Regions from separate parts of the Mus musculus genome. Here region 1 is linked to region 2. A link is a contact called in public Hi-C data. All regions are on one chromosome and are shown on one strand. The core of a region is the stretch at or near the end of the contact, and the rest is flanking DNA. Distances in the headings are between cores, read along the strand shown. Region 1 has its middle 110 kb from the start of Gm12519. Region 2 has its middle 140 kb from the start of Gm12511.

Evidence for each region. Hi-C and Micro-C count contacts between places; a contact is called where the count stands out from the background.
Region 1: a Hi-C map of embryonic fibroblasts shows a contact between it and region 2, with 2.4 times the contacts expected there. The contact joins two enhancer-like sites. A contact is called at or near these places in 4 of 484 Hi-C or Micro-C datasets (the 3T3-L1 cell line, 3T3-L1-derived adipocytes, the HL-1 cell line and 1 more) and 5 of 115 datasets of contacts at active chromatin or transcription factors (astrocytes, bone marrow-derived macrophages, embryonic stem cells and 2 more).

Annotation. Positions count from the first base shown.
Region 1 is chr4:56,112,120-56,119,429 of GRCm38.p6, reverse strand. No RefSeq gene overlaps it. Among named protein-coding and RNA genes, the nearest start is that of Gm12519, 110 kb to the right of the region's middle. Within about 2 kb of position 5,494, at least 178 of the 459 cell types and tissues checked have an H3K27ac peak or open chromatin away from gene starts, as enhancers often do. A contact at or near this core is called in embryonic fibroblasts and fibro-adipogenic progenitors, where this site is marked.
Region 2 is chr4:55,712,679-55,720,125 of GRCm38.p6, reverse strand. No RefSeq gene overlaps it. Among named protein-coding and RNA genes, the nearest start is that of Gm12511, 140 kb to the right of the region's middle. Within about 2 kb of position 1,370, at least 53 of the 459 cell types and tissues checked have an H3K27ac peak or open chromatin away from gene starts, as enhancers often do. A contact at or near this core is called in embryonic fibroblasts and fibro-adipogenic progenitors, where this site is marked.

The sequences.
Region 1 (7,310 bases), core at 4,245-6,744, 400 kb before region 2:
GGGTAGGGGATTGGGGTGGGGTGGGTATGGGGGACTTTTGGGATAGCATTGAAAATGTAAACGAGGAAAATACCTAATAAAAATTTTTTAAATAAATAAATAAATAAACGCTAAACATGAAAAAAAATGTGTCTATTCTGCTGTGCAAACACAAATGACAGGACTCATTTTAATGATTCTTTTTCTTTTTTTTTTTGTCTATTTTGCTCTTTTACCCTCCTCCCCTTCCCTCCTTTCCCTTCTCCTGATCCTTCCCCTCCCTCTCTTTCCTCTACCCCTCCCCCACTGCTTCTTTTCAAACCAAAACCAAAACCAAAAACCTAATGCAACTATCATCTTAGCCAAGAGCTACTCCTAGAATACAATCACAAAGCAAATGTGTCCCCTCTCTTTCTATGTGTTTTTAAGTTAGGGGATACAGAACTTCTCTGTCTTTCAGTGAAATGCTGAACAGACTCCTGCCTTTCAGAATATCCCCTAAAGTGCTATGGGCTCAGAGGGCCTTTTCCCAATATATTCAGTCTCAATTCAGAACTTGCCCTCCTCAGTCCCTTATCGTAATGGGAACTGTGATTTTGATCTCAGATGACCTTTTCCACTTCCTTGGTTAGGCGGGTTGCCATGGAAAAGCCTGAAGAAGGCAGACAGATATGGCTGTCTTCCATCCTGTGTTTAGTCTTCTCTCTAACTTTCCATCCATTTCTGAATCCTCCCTGGTTAGAATTGAAGGAGGAGCTAGGCACAGACCCTGCAGGCTTCTACTCGGGACCAGAGAGATTCACTCAATTAGTGTTTCCCTTGGCTTCTTTGAGTCTTCAGGACACTGTTCCCTCCTAGGAACATGCTCTGGGGGCTTCCTGACTTGGTGAATTTACTGGGCTCAGCTTATCTTAGTCACCACCTTTCAAGAGGCCTACTGAACAGAAGTCAAGACCTACACTGGTTCTCCCTCACTCCTTCTTGCTACTTTGTGGGAAGCACATGTCTTCCTGTCTGAGAGATGTGCTTGCTGACTACCACAAGCATTTCTTCTGCAGATGCATATTGCAGGAGTAGCCAAAGCTCCTGCTGTTGAGCTCAATATTTCCATTAGGCATATACCAGAGTTTTGTGTCATTCAACTGAACCTCTTCTCAACAGATATGTGATAAGTTTGATTGTACCATGAAGCTAAACATACATGCATGAGCATGCACACACATGCGTGCACATACACACACACACACACACACACACACACGCACACACACCACACTTATAACCACTTTTTTTCCCCAGAAATTAATATCTCTCTTGTACCTCATTTGGGGATATCATTATCTGGCCACACTAGGTTGAAACCTGCAGTTTCACATCTGTACCAGATTTTATAACCATGTTTTCAAGTAATATTTACCTTGAAAATGATACCCCAATATTATTTTTGAAAATGTGATTTTAGGGGTGTTTCGAGCTTATTGTATTCATTTGCACAAAAGAGTATGAATTAATTATCTGACAGGTCTGGGGATGAGGATAACCAAGTCCATATCAGTGGGCTGTACCCTTCCTCAAGGCTCCATGACTCCCTTGCCTTGCCTTGCCTTCCCTTGCCTTTCTTTCTCTTTCCCACCTCCCTCTCTCTGATCCATTCTTCTTTTTTAATTTAGTTTTTGTATTATGAAGTGGGATTATGCTCTGTCATTCAGGCTGGCCTAGATTTTACTTTGTAGTCCTGCCTGGCTTCAGACTCGCAGCCCTCCTACATCAGTGTCCTAATGGCTAGGATTGTTGCTATGTTCAACTCTACCAAATACTTGATTTGTGTGTCTTGTCCAGCTGCCCCATATCCCCTGGCTTGTGGTCCCACACAACCATCCTCTACGTGTCAGTCACCATATCATTTCTCCTAATTCTGTTGCCATGTCAGCTGCTTAGACTGTGACCTTTGCGATACATTTTATAAGGATCGCTGTGATGACATTTGGCCCACTCTGATAATATATGATTTCCCCAGCTGCATGCTCTTGATCTGTAACTTTACCACATCTGCAGAGTTATGGATCTCATGCAGTGCAGTGTATGCACAGGTGAGAGAACTTGGATGTCCTAGGTGGGGGAGGGACAGCGCAGTATTTGACCACCATAACTATAGTTACCTAACTTTATGTTCAATTTTTTATTTCAATATGCTAATTGTAGCATGTAAGTGTATTTTACTGTAAAATCTGTATGGATTTGTTAGCATCATCTCATGGTCAATACCAAGGTATGTCATTGGCAGGAGCATTTGGAAGATGTTTCAGTCATTTTTCCAAATTCCCCTCCAGAAAGCATTCGTGATTATTTGACTCTATGAGCTATGTGGAATCCACCTGATGAGGCAGGGTTTCTAGGAAACTAAACAGCATCACATTTTTATGAGCCAAACACTCAATGTCAGAACTGGTAGTCACTTCTTTTGGCCATTTTCAGACACGTGTATTTGGCTTTCACATCCTTACACAAATGCACATATGCTTACATGATATAGGGCATTGTGAAAATCACTACAATTACTCTCATTAGTTGCACTTTATGTACACCAATAACCAATTTCACTGTGCACCTTAGCAGTGGGTTAAAATGGGCTAATGCATTGTTATCTTAAGGTTAAGCTTAGTTGCTGTTAAAGAGTTTTCATGAAGTATACAAGTGATACACATGTATTACACAATAGAAGCTACCATACCTGTCCAGGGCAGAAACCTGTAGGCAGGAATAAATCAGAGGCCATAGATGGTGCTTCTATTGGCTTGATATTCACACTGCTTTCTGATAGCAGTCCAAACCACATCTGCAGCCTAGGGGTGGCACCACCCATAGTGGGCTGGGTCCTCCTATGTCAGTTATCAAGCAAGGAAATATACCACAGGCTTGCCCACAGGTCAGTCCTGTGGGGCTTATTTTTTCAGTTGAGATTCCTTCTTCCCAAATGATTCTACCCTGAGTCAAACTGAACTAGCCCACATATTGTTTATTTTTTTAAATCTAAGTTTTGTGATTAATGAGTCATTATTTTTCATTTCCCACTTATTTTATATTTAAAAGTTACATTCTAATTTTAAGGTAATTGAGACATTAACTACATTTTGAATCTTTTAATAATAATTATGTTTGATGTCATATAAAGCATATGGAATTTGAATTTATCAATAAACAAGATGAAGATCAAGTCAATTTTTATCTGTCTGATGATTAATTTTAGACACATTTGCCAAGATCACTTGATCACTGTTGAACCTTTTCTACTTTGGGCTTCCTTAAATACTTGTTTTTTAATTGTGTGTGTGTGTGTGTGTGTGTGTGTGTGTGTGTATGTGTGTGTGTGTAAAATATGGGTCTGTGCACATGCATACAGTGCCCATGGAGGTCTGGATCCTCTGGAGATGGGGTTTTAGGTGTTTGTGAGCCCCCTGATGTGGGTTCTGGAAACTAAACTCAGATCCTCTATAGAACTCCATGCACTCTTATCCACGGAGATGTCTATCCAGACCCCACACTGAATTTCCTATTTTTCAGTATTATTGTGAAGTTCTATGGTGTTTATGGCTAACTTTAGAAGTTCTGTTTCGTTCTACTGGTATAAGTACCCAGTTTTCTAACAATACCATCGGCGATCACAATGTGAAATAGCATTTTTTCTGATAAATTCTTCCACATACCCATTGTTTTAAACATTGGCTTGCCTATTTGCTCACTCCTTCAGCATTCTCAGGATAAACAATTTTCCTAATGTAAGAAAAAAATCCTATTTTGTTACCTTTACACTTATACATTATTTTAGGAAGATTGCTTCCTTATCTGGTCATCTCATCTAGGAATTTAAAACTTCTCTGGATTTTATATACTTCTCTTTGAATCTTCTACAGTTTCATTTAAGTAGCTACACACTGTGGGTTCTGGGAACTGAACCCCAGTTCTCAGAAAGAGCAGTATAAGCTTTTAACTTTTGGGCCATTTCTTCAAGCCAGATTCCTAATAGTGCTGACAACTGTTACTCTTATCTAAGTAGTCATCAAATAGTAATAGTTTCCTATTGTTCCCATAGTTCTCTTTTAAAATCCTTTATTTATTTACTTAATGTATGTGAGTATACTGTAGCTGTCTTTAGACACACTAGAAGAAGGCATCGGATCCCATTGCAGATGGTTGTGAGCCACCATGTGGTTGCTGGGAATTGAACTCAGGACCTCTGGAAGAGCATTCAGTAGTGCTCTTAACCTCTGAGCCATCTCTCCAGCCCGTTCCCATAGTTCTTAATTTATTCTATTTTATGGTCCAAATTTTCAGAGAAACAAGAAACAGTGATGTCACCTGTCCTTTTCCTTTGGTTGAAACCCTTGTGATACTTCATCATGAAGTAAGGCAAGATGATGTTTTGTTCTCTTTTAGAGGGACAAACACATGCTTTTATTACCCTCTTTAAATCTCATTAAAATTATTAGAAAAAATAACCCAGAACTAAAACTGAGATGATGATGATGATGATGATGATGATGATGATGATGTGTGTGTGTGTGTGTGTGTGTGTGTGTGTGTGTGATCTGAGTGAGATTTTAGTACAATAAACATGTTCTGGCTCCTGAGTGAGGAGCAGGCTGACTGGGTTATATGTTCTGGTAGGAATATCCTGTGGTACTTGTTTCTCTTCAGCTTGTGGGTGGCAATTCCCCAATTTAGAGATTTGTTAAAATATGGGGAAATACTCCACAAAGCCTAGTAGAAACAGACCATGAATGTGGAGAAATCTGCATACACCACACCAGGTTTCTTCTACAGGGTGAATGTTAATAGGCAACATCCTTCATGAAGACCTCTACAGCCTTTAATTTTTGCTTCTCTTTTATCACAAACGATCTCATTGTCAAATAGTGAAAAAACAGTTGCAAATATGAACAGAATGTGTAGTTAATAGCGAATGTGTAGCCCCCTCCCCCCAAAAAATCTCCATAGCTTTAGCATTGGTTCATTTGGATGTATAAAGTTTGGATATAGCAAATGTTTTACTGACTTCCTTAAACCAGCTCCATGATGTTTTTGTTTGTGAATTAATTAGAATAAAGAGACTTTTTAAAATAAAAAATTAAAATAACGCAAATGAGATTATTAGCTTCTAGCTGGAAAGGATTCTGACTCTTAATTACAGCCATAAAAATCCCCAATGCTTGGTTTCTTCTGTGAGGGCCTTGTCAGGGCAGCGGTGGGGAAGCTTTGCTGTTGAGGGCAGGAAGGAGAAGGGCAGGGAAGCCACAGGAAGCCTGAGCCACATCTCCTGGCCCCTCCCCTGAGCAACGCTGCGTGTTGTTGCAGTACTGTACTGTTCGACTGCGCAATCATAGTTAACATTCTTCTTCCAGGCACATTGAAAACGTTTGGCTTGCATTCTCCTCGAGCTGTTTTATAAGGGCAATAACCAAGGCCAGGGTGTGCTCTTGTCAGCAGGCAAAGCACGCAGTGCAGGCTGCCAAGAGTTTCCTGCTCCGGGGCCACCCATCCTTGGCTACAGGATGCAGGGCTGGAGCTTAAAGTAGCTTGCGTGGAGCCTGTGCTGGGACTTTCTGTTCTCACAGATCATGCTTGAGATTCCATCCTTCAGCTCTGCAGCCCTGATCAGTGGAGTCTGCTGTGTTTGTGCTTGTTTGGGAGTAGTTCTGAACACATGTCAAAGCAGCCGTCTAAGGCTTAGCTGGGAAAATGGTCTTTGAAGGCTAGCAAGCTGCATTTTCCTCCTGCTAATTCAAGCTCAGAGTTCCCACGAGTCAGCTGCTGGGGAAGTGGGCATTCCCTTCATCTACTCCCTGTGAACTAATTTCTGGAATGGGCTGACAGTGCACATGCCAAGTGGAAGGTTCTAATACTGTTGCCCCACCCCATTTGAAGTCCACCTTGGCAATGGGCAGATGGCTTTTGCGTGTTATTTATTGCCAGGGTCTGTGAAGGGGAGAGTCCCCAGGAGATCGCTGAAGCTGTTTTTGCAGGATTTCCTTTGATTGGAAGCTGTTGGCTGTGCTTTCTGCAGCTGGCTCTGTCACAAAGCAGAGGGCTCAACGCATCCCCCATGAGACAACTGCCATGCCAGCACCAAGGAGGTGCTGGCTGTGAAGTGCCTTGGACGAGAAGATGAGGTGCTGTTGCTGTTGCCTTCATCAGTAAGGAGGCAGCTTAGCCTTGGGAGGAGCGGAAAGAGCGTTGGCGCACATCTGAGAGGTTTACATTGGAATGTCAGTTCTTCTGTTAACTGAAAGCATGACCTTGACCTAAAGTGTTTTCATTTATAAAATAGCAATTGGTAACTAAAAGATTCATCCTGAAACTCATGGCAGAGAACCAATAGGATAAAACATGCATACTTTCTCTCCTTTCTTCTGAGTTCCAAAGCCACCCTGAGCATTCTAAAGCAGGATGGATGACGTCTATAAACTCTCTGTATCTTCTCCACTTATTCAACACTCATCTGGTTGTCATCCAACAGACTGAAAAATTAGAAAAATAAATAAATATACTCTTGTGCATTTAAAAATGTAGATAGTGTATTAGCTGCTAAGGATAAAGAAATGTACGTTGAAGACACGGTCCAATCTCTTGTCTGTCTTAAAAATAAAGGAAAAATAAAGATGTTAAATGGCTAATAAATGTTAAAGATGTTATAGCAGTGGGTACAAGAAGAAAGGGACATATGCAGATAAAGTATTTACTGTACTCTGTGGACTAACAAAAGGCCTTTCAAAAGAGGGGATGGCTACCAGAAGATTGTGTTAAGCTATGGAGGGCAACATCAGACAGTTCCAAACTTTAGAGACAGGAGTCTTGCTGGCACTTGAATTTTAAGTGTCGGAAGATCCATATGCTAAAGGTTTGGTCATCAGATAGAGGTGTTATTGCGGTGATCTTTAGGAGTTGGGACCTTAGAAAGGAAGTGAGGCCATTGGGAGTTTCCTGAGGGCATTATTGGGGCCCTCCTCTCTCTTTCTTTGCTCTCAACCAGCTGCCATGAAGTTACCAACTTAGTTTGACCACATGGTCTTAGGCTTGAGGGTCTGCCTCTCTCCTAGCTCCAAAGCAACTGATCCACCTATCCCCAGAGTGAAACCTCTGAGATGGTAAACTCAAATGAATCTTTCTTTCTTTTCTATACATTGATTATTCCAAGTATTTTGTCACAGTGCAGGAAAGATGACTGATACAATCTTTAAAACACGGAATAAAAGGAAGCTACTCTTTTTAAAAGAATCTATTATCTGTAAAAGGAAGGGTTTAAAAAGTTGTAACATCGGGGCTGGAGAGATGGA
Region 2 (7,447 bases), core at 121-2,620:
CAGCCACCCTGGGAGCCCAGAGGGAAGAGACAAGTCACTGCTGCTGCTACCCAAAGCATTGCTGAAACCTGAGCGCTGAGCTATGGGAAAGGGAGAGGAAGGGGCAAGGTTGGAAAGCTTGAAGTCGAAAAAGCAACAAGCCTAGAGAAGTATTTAAGAAATAGAGACTCATCAAGATGCGTGTCCTGGCTCACATGTCCAGGTGGGTAGTAGCCATTATTAGCCACATCAAAGGCTACAGCAGAAAGGGGAATTCGCTGGGAACAGGAGGCAGGGAGCACTGGGTGACGATGGAATTTTAGAGGGGAAGCTCTAGGCAGTTTCCGCGTGACTGTGGATAATGGGCCAAAGTTTAGTTTAGGGCCAATGTGGAGACCAGAAATGCAGAAAAGGACTGATAATCCTAATAGAAGGAATATGCCTGACCAGAGAGTATGGAAAGAGACCAGAGGAGCCTTGGAGGCCCTGGGAAGAGGAGAGCAAAAGAACATCTGTGCAGAGCATGTCAGGCATTAACAAGAGATGGAGAAGGGGAGGCCAATTCTAACTGGGTCCTTCTGAGACTGTGAGAAGTACCTAGCACAGCCCCTGGTATACAATGTCCTAACTATAATAGTCTCCACACTAGAATAGGTGAGATTCCCAGTTCCCCATTGGTTGCCTCAAACTGCAGAAAGGGGGCCACCTATACCTAACATATTGTGACTTTATATGTATGTATGTATGTATGTATGTATGTATGTATGTATGTATGTATGTATGTAAACATATGGAGAGAGACCCATGACCAAGTTTAGCTTATGAAGTAGCCATATTAACAACAACTATTAAAATGAACAAATATAGTAGTGTATATAATTAAAGTTAAGTAAAAGCTATGAATGATTGATTGATTTTTGGAACTTTCCATTTAATATTTTTGGGCAACAATTGACTAAAGGTAATTGAAACTATCCAAAACAAAACCATGGGTGAAGGATGTGTTACTGCTACAACAATACATTCAATTTTCATTTCCTTAAGTTTTTATTTTTTCAGTGCTGGGGCTTGAACTTAAGCCTTGTGTGTGCTAGGCAGGTGCTCTACCATTGAGCTATATCCCCAAATCTCCCATCCTTGGGGGGGGAGGGGAGACAGGGTCTTGCTATAAAGCCTAGACTGGTCTTGAATGCTCAGTGCTCCCAGTTCAGTCCTCTAAGTGCCCAGATTGCAGGTGTACACCACCAAGCCTCGCTCCACGGTTGACAATTTTTCACCTAACCAGAAAAAATCCAAACAGTAAGAGAGAACTCTCCCTCATCTGCATTCCTCTTGCTCTAGATAGTCTATTACTGGCATCCTCATCTCCAAGAGGAGGGAGTTAAGCACAGAAAGGCCAGTTAGAATGACTCATACCCCAGCCTATGCATGGAGCCACGGAGCACAGGACAGCAATCCAGAGTCCATTCCACATAAACGACACTTGAGTACGCCCCAGGCCCCACCTTCCTGCTTTGTCCCTGCTGGTGCTGCCACTGCAGGTGCCAACTGGCCCTCCTGGGGCATCCAAAGTGCCTGGCTCCTTCAGCCCAGTGCATCTTGACTTCTAGTTATGTCAAAAGGCTCCTGGCTGCCAAGCACTGATTGCAAAACTACTTCTGATGATTTAACTGTAAATGAATCTGAAACATACGGACTGAATTTCTCTGGAACTGCACACCAAAATTTTCATCTGATTAAAAATCTTGAGAGTCCATGTTGAAAAAAATCACAAGAAAAAAAAAGAAGAAGAAGAAGAAAAACAAAGTGGTAATTCAGTGGAGGAGGTCAAAGGAGCATGAAGAGAGAACAGCTGGTCTAGAAAGAACTCTCTCAACACCTCCCTGTCTAGGGTTAGTGAGTGCTTCCTCAGGGGCTGTAAATGTTCCCCACATCTTATGAGGGCACAGTGCTCCTAAGACTGACAGGCAGGCCTACCTATGCCAGAATGCTCAAAATCAGATGATAACTAAAGAGAAAACCTTATTCATATAGCCATTCATGTACCCACATACAAAGTGTATGTACAAGGTGTGTATATGTCAGATCGCATGCTTTCTTTATCAGAAGTATAAGTTTATATCCTAATTACAAATATAGTGATTCAGAGATATATTTAGGTAACATAAATACAGAGCATCACTACTCTCTCGGGAAAAGACATAGATAGATAGATAGATAGATAGATAGATAGATAGATAGATAGATAGAGAGATAGAGAGATAGAGATAGATAGATAGATAGATAGATAGATAGATAGATAGATAGATAGATGATGGATAGAATTTAAATGATACAACTATATGTCATATTTATTTTATAGAAGTATTGAAAATTGCATATATGCTATGTATTCTACATACTCATATTCTCAAACTAGTTGTGTTATTTTTGTTTTATGAGATAGTATCTCATGTCACCCAAGCTGGCCTCAAACTCACTCTGTAGCCAAGGATGACAATGAACTTTTAATCCTCCTGCCTCTACTTCCTAAGAACTAGGATTCCTGGCACGTGTCACTGCGCCTAGTTTACGTGATTCCAGAAATCAAACTTAGGTCTTTGTACATGCAACATAAACACCCCACCAACTGAGCTAACACCAGCTTACTGTCTGTTAATATATGCTAAATAGAGACATTTAATATGTGCAAATATAAAATAAAATATGCAAATATAAAACTACACTAGTCTTAAACAAAACACAAAAGGAATGGAAGTTTGTAGATCCGTGGGGGCTGAGTAAAACTGACCTAGCTCCAAATCTCTAATCTTAAGAGGAGGCTGAGGGTAACTATTCAGATTTTATGGAACTGTGCTTCTAGCGGCCCAGAGCCAATCCATCCAGCTCACAGTGGATAAGAACTCTCAGCATGTCTGAGCTGAATGCAGGAAGATGAAACCTGTCACCATGAAGAGCACACAGGTCACTGGCATCTTCACAGCTGGCATCTGCGAGCAAATCTTCTTAAGACACCCATTGCTGGTACCTTTGCGCCCCCCCCCCAGACTTCTTCCAGTGGACTTGAAGAGAAATCCTCCAACCAAATAAAAACAAAGGTCACTTTTGCCAAAGAAATTCCACCATCTCGGAAACTCTGAGGACAAGCTGGGAGCAGTGGAATAAAGTTATCCTAGTACCTGAGGGGTGGAATTGGGAGCTCGCAATCATTCCGATACATGGTGAACTTTAAGGGTAGCCTGGGCTATGAGAATATGTCTCAAAAAAAAATCAAAACAGCATACCCCTTAAAAAATAAAAAATAAAAAGAACGTCTTGCTGTGATCAATTATGAAGGTCCCAGAGGCTCAGCTGGCGAGCATGGTGGTAGTGGTGGTAACAGTGGTGGTTTTATTTTCTGTGTTCCTCTTTCCTCCCTAGTACATTCGACAATCCTTATCTGTTTTCTTTTCTTTCCTCTCCCAACCCCTCGGTGCTATTAGGAAATAGTTTTGGGAAACACTTGCTCAAAACACAACAGCAGAAAATGGGTGAGCAGCCAAAGCCTGTGAGAAGCAGCATTTGGTAGCTCTGAAGCCAATGACCACACTGGTACAGCCTGCGTCGTTCAGGGCTGCAGATGTCAGAGCCATGCATCCAGACACACACACACAGCCACAGCCTCCGTGCCAGTTCCCTCACCCCACCTAACACTGCTAAACACTGGCTTATGTGGAGAGGGAACATCATTCAGCCAGTGCCTTTATCTTCAAGTGCAGGTGGGGCCCTGTAGGCCACCATCCAGCTGTTAATAACTGTGGAAATCCCTTGACTGGGTCTCCATCCACTGGACTCCTCCCTGTATGTCACAAATGTCTGTCGTTTGGGTAAGCCCTGCCAGCCAAAGGGAAGAAGAATCCTTGCCAAGCTTGCAAGGGCATGGCTGTTGACTCTGCCAGGAATCTGCGAGTACTTCTGGCTCAAGGCAAGAGTTAACCCTTGACAAGGTTCAGGAAGTAAGGAAATCCATTGCCAGGAACAAGCACTGACTCAGGAGTTAGCATCAGTTCAAACCTCAGCCCTCAAGCAGAAGGGGCCGTGGGCAAGTGTTGCACTTTGGCTGTGGCTATTCACCTGAGAGGCAGATGGGATAACAATTGTAGTATTTTATAAATAAAGTATCAGGACAAGATGTGCTAAATAAGACAAGGATTTAGCACAGTGCATTAGCACAGTGAATTCTCAATGAATGGTAGTTATTGTTGTTGCTTAGTTGTTAAATCTAACTCACTAAAATAAACTAGAAAACCAATGTCATTCCCTTTTTTCCTGTTGTTACTTCAGAAATGTACTAACAACTACAAATATGCATGCATGTGCACGTGAGTACCTGCACACACAAATACACATATACATGGCCACAAATACATGCTCACACAAATAAAGACACTCAGACATACAAACACACACAGACACACACAAACACACAGACACATATATGCCTCTTCTGTTAAAATACCATTCGCATACTTGTTCACTATAGAGACGCCACCATAAGCCACTCTATACTGGTTTCCTTTGCTTACTACTACTTCTTTGACTCCGTTTTAACATTCAGCTAGCATTTGGATTTGAACGAGGAAAAAAAAGGCCCAGGCACCCACAGTCTTCACAGGACTTCAATGGACACCTCGCCGAAGAGGTTCTGATTTCGGGACCCTGCCAAGGATCTATGGAGGCATGGCCATTGTTGACGATATGCTTGAAGATAGATAAACTAATGGCAAGTGGAATATCAGCCAACGACTTTCTCGGAGGACATAACACTGCCCTGGAAACTGCTTCCTGGATGTCACTGCCCCTCTAGACCAAGCAGAGGTATGCTATCCAGCCAGAAGCACACAGTCACTCCGTCTTCATCATGGAGATATGTGAGTGCTGAGATCTGAGTTAGCACTCCTGAATCCAGAGTGTGTTCAGCTGTAGGTCAGCGGGTACAATGTCAGGCCTTGAGGTGATTAAAAAAAAAAAAATCCACCTCCCAGCCTTTCAACAAAAGGGGGGACCCAAAATGAGGGGACCTAAAACAGAAAGGGAAAGGCGACCTAAAGTTTCATAATTTATGCGCTGATCTAAATCCTCTCCGCACGCTCTCAAAAGGTTGATAATATTATCTTCACTGTCTAGCTGGGAATGCTGAAGCTCTGGGAAGGCAAGCAACATCCCCAGGACACCAGTAGAGTGATTCAGTTTCAAGAGTGGGAGCCAGGCATAACCGCACATGCTCATAATGCCAGCACATGGAGACACAGGCGGAAGGATTGTTACATTTTCAAGATTAGTCCAGTCTACAAGTAAGTTCCAGGTCTGCCAGGGCTACACGGGGACACTATCAAAGAGGAAGAAAAAAAAAAGCTAAAGATGAGAGTTGAACCAAGGTTTGCTGATGTACAAAGTCATCATGCTGGCTCTCTCTTGCACGCTCTGATGAAATAATTCAAAAGCCCCACTTCTCATCCAAGATGCAAATGAAATCAGAAATGGCTTCTTACTTCACTATCAATTGGCAGCAGTACTTCAGAGACATTGAGGTTCCTGAAGTGAAAAATCTCATCCATGGATTAACCAGAAAGGTCCTGCTTCCTTGAATACTGCATATCACTGCCAACAGCTCAGAGTGATGGGCATGGGCAGAGCCTTGCTCAAGAAGAGGGCTCTAAGAATTATCTGGATGTGGTCTCCCTAGCAAACAACACCAGCAGGTGCTGTGAATTGGAGTTTGTCAAGGGGCCCAAAATGGCTCTTGTTTGCTTCCAGTTTTTGTGGCAAAGACCATGACCAAAGCAACATCACCATGGCTCTCTTTCATCTTATGCTTCTATGCTGGGTAGGAACCTGTATATTGGGACCAAACAGAAATGTTGCTTACTGGATTTCTTTCTGGTCACTTTTGAAAAGACACTGCACGGGTCCACCTGCCTAGGGATGGTGCCATTCACAATAGACTTGGCCCTTCCACATCAATCACCAATCAAGATAATTCCTAAAAATAGAAAGACCCTGATTCTGATATTGGAAAAGAAAACTCAGTTCAGGCTTCTTAGAATAGGTGGACTATCAGGTGTGCCTACTTTATGCTTACATATACAAAATGGGAAGAGCACCAATGTACTTTACAGAGTTGTAGTCAGAGTTAAAGAAGATATTGATGCTACTCACCCACTGTGGAGTCTGGCACCTCATAAATGTCAGGTCATTACCAATCACAGCATAGCAGTAGAGATTCAACACTTCCATCGTGTGTGTGTGTGTGTGCACGCGCATGTGTACATGTTCACATGTATGTATGTGGAGGCCAAAGGCAACTATCAGGTATCTTCATTGATCACCCTCCATCTTATTTGGGAGATGGGGTTGGGGGTGTCTCTCACTGAAGCTCACCAATTAACTAAAGTAGCTGGAGAGCAAGTTCTCCTGACCCCACCTCCCCAGCTCTGAAATTGCAGACGAGTTCTCTTTACATGCAACACTCTTACATGGGATCCTAAATTAGGTCCTCATGACTCCTTAGCCATCACTGTACCATTTCCCCAACTAGAAATGAGAAAAATTTAAGTCAGAGGATCTCAGACAGGGAGCTCCAGAATCTTCTCTCCTTTTGGTAAACGAGCAGCTTTGGCATAGCTAGAGTTAGAGCTTCTGGCTCTTGCTGGTTCCTTTCATTAGAATTCAACCATCAATCAACGTTATACTCGTTTCCTCTGGGCTGTTGTTGTTGTTGTTGTTGTTTTTCTCGCATGAACCCCTCAAGACATTGTTTTCTTAACAATTCCCTAAGCTACAATCATGAGCCTTCTCAGGTGGAAACCCAGATTCATAGAACAAAGGAAAATGAAAGATAAAGGGGAAAACAAGACCTAGGGAGACTCGAGCAAAGAAATAGTTCAAGTTATTTCATCTCAGGAGTATTTTTGAGTGACGGGTGCAGTAGTGCTTTTCTGAGCATCTCCCATCTCTCAAAGCCCATGCCCTGGAAAAAGAGAATGAGCAAGGAGGAGGAAAGAAAGAGAAATAGAGAGAGAGGGAGAGAGGAAAGAGGAGACGAGAGAGAGAAGAGAGGGGGAGAGGAAGAGAGAGGCACTGATAACCTACCAGCCTGCCTAATGATGAAGTTCTGATTCTCCAAGGATGTTCCAAAAGCCACTGGCACTGTGAAGCCTGAACTGTACTGAGGCTACAGGGGATCCATGCCCTAAAAGTGCTAGGATAAGGCCTGGTGCCGGTCAACAGGGATCTTTACATTATAGATCATCCCCACCCCGGGACCCCACTGAAATACATAAGAATCCAGAGTGACTAGCAGGGATAGTCTGTGCTATGGACAGACAGATTGAAGTTTCAAGAGTCAAAGATAGATTGTCCAAATTGTTAAAGCCTAAGAGGCAAGGCATTCTTGTGGGAATTCAGACTGCCAGAGACTCTGACCAGG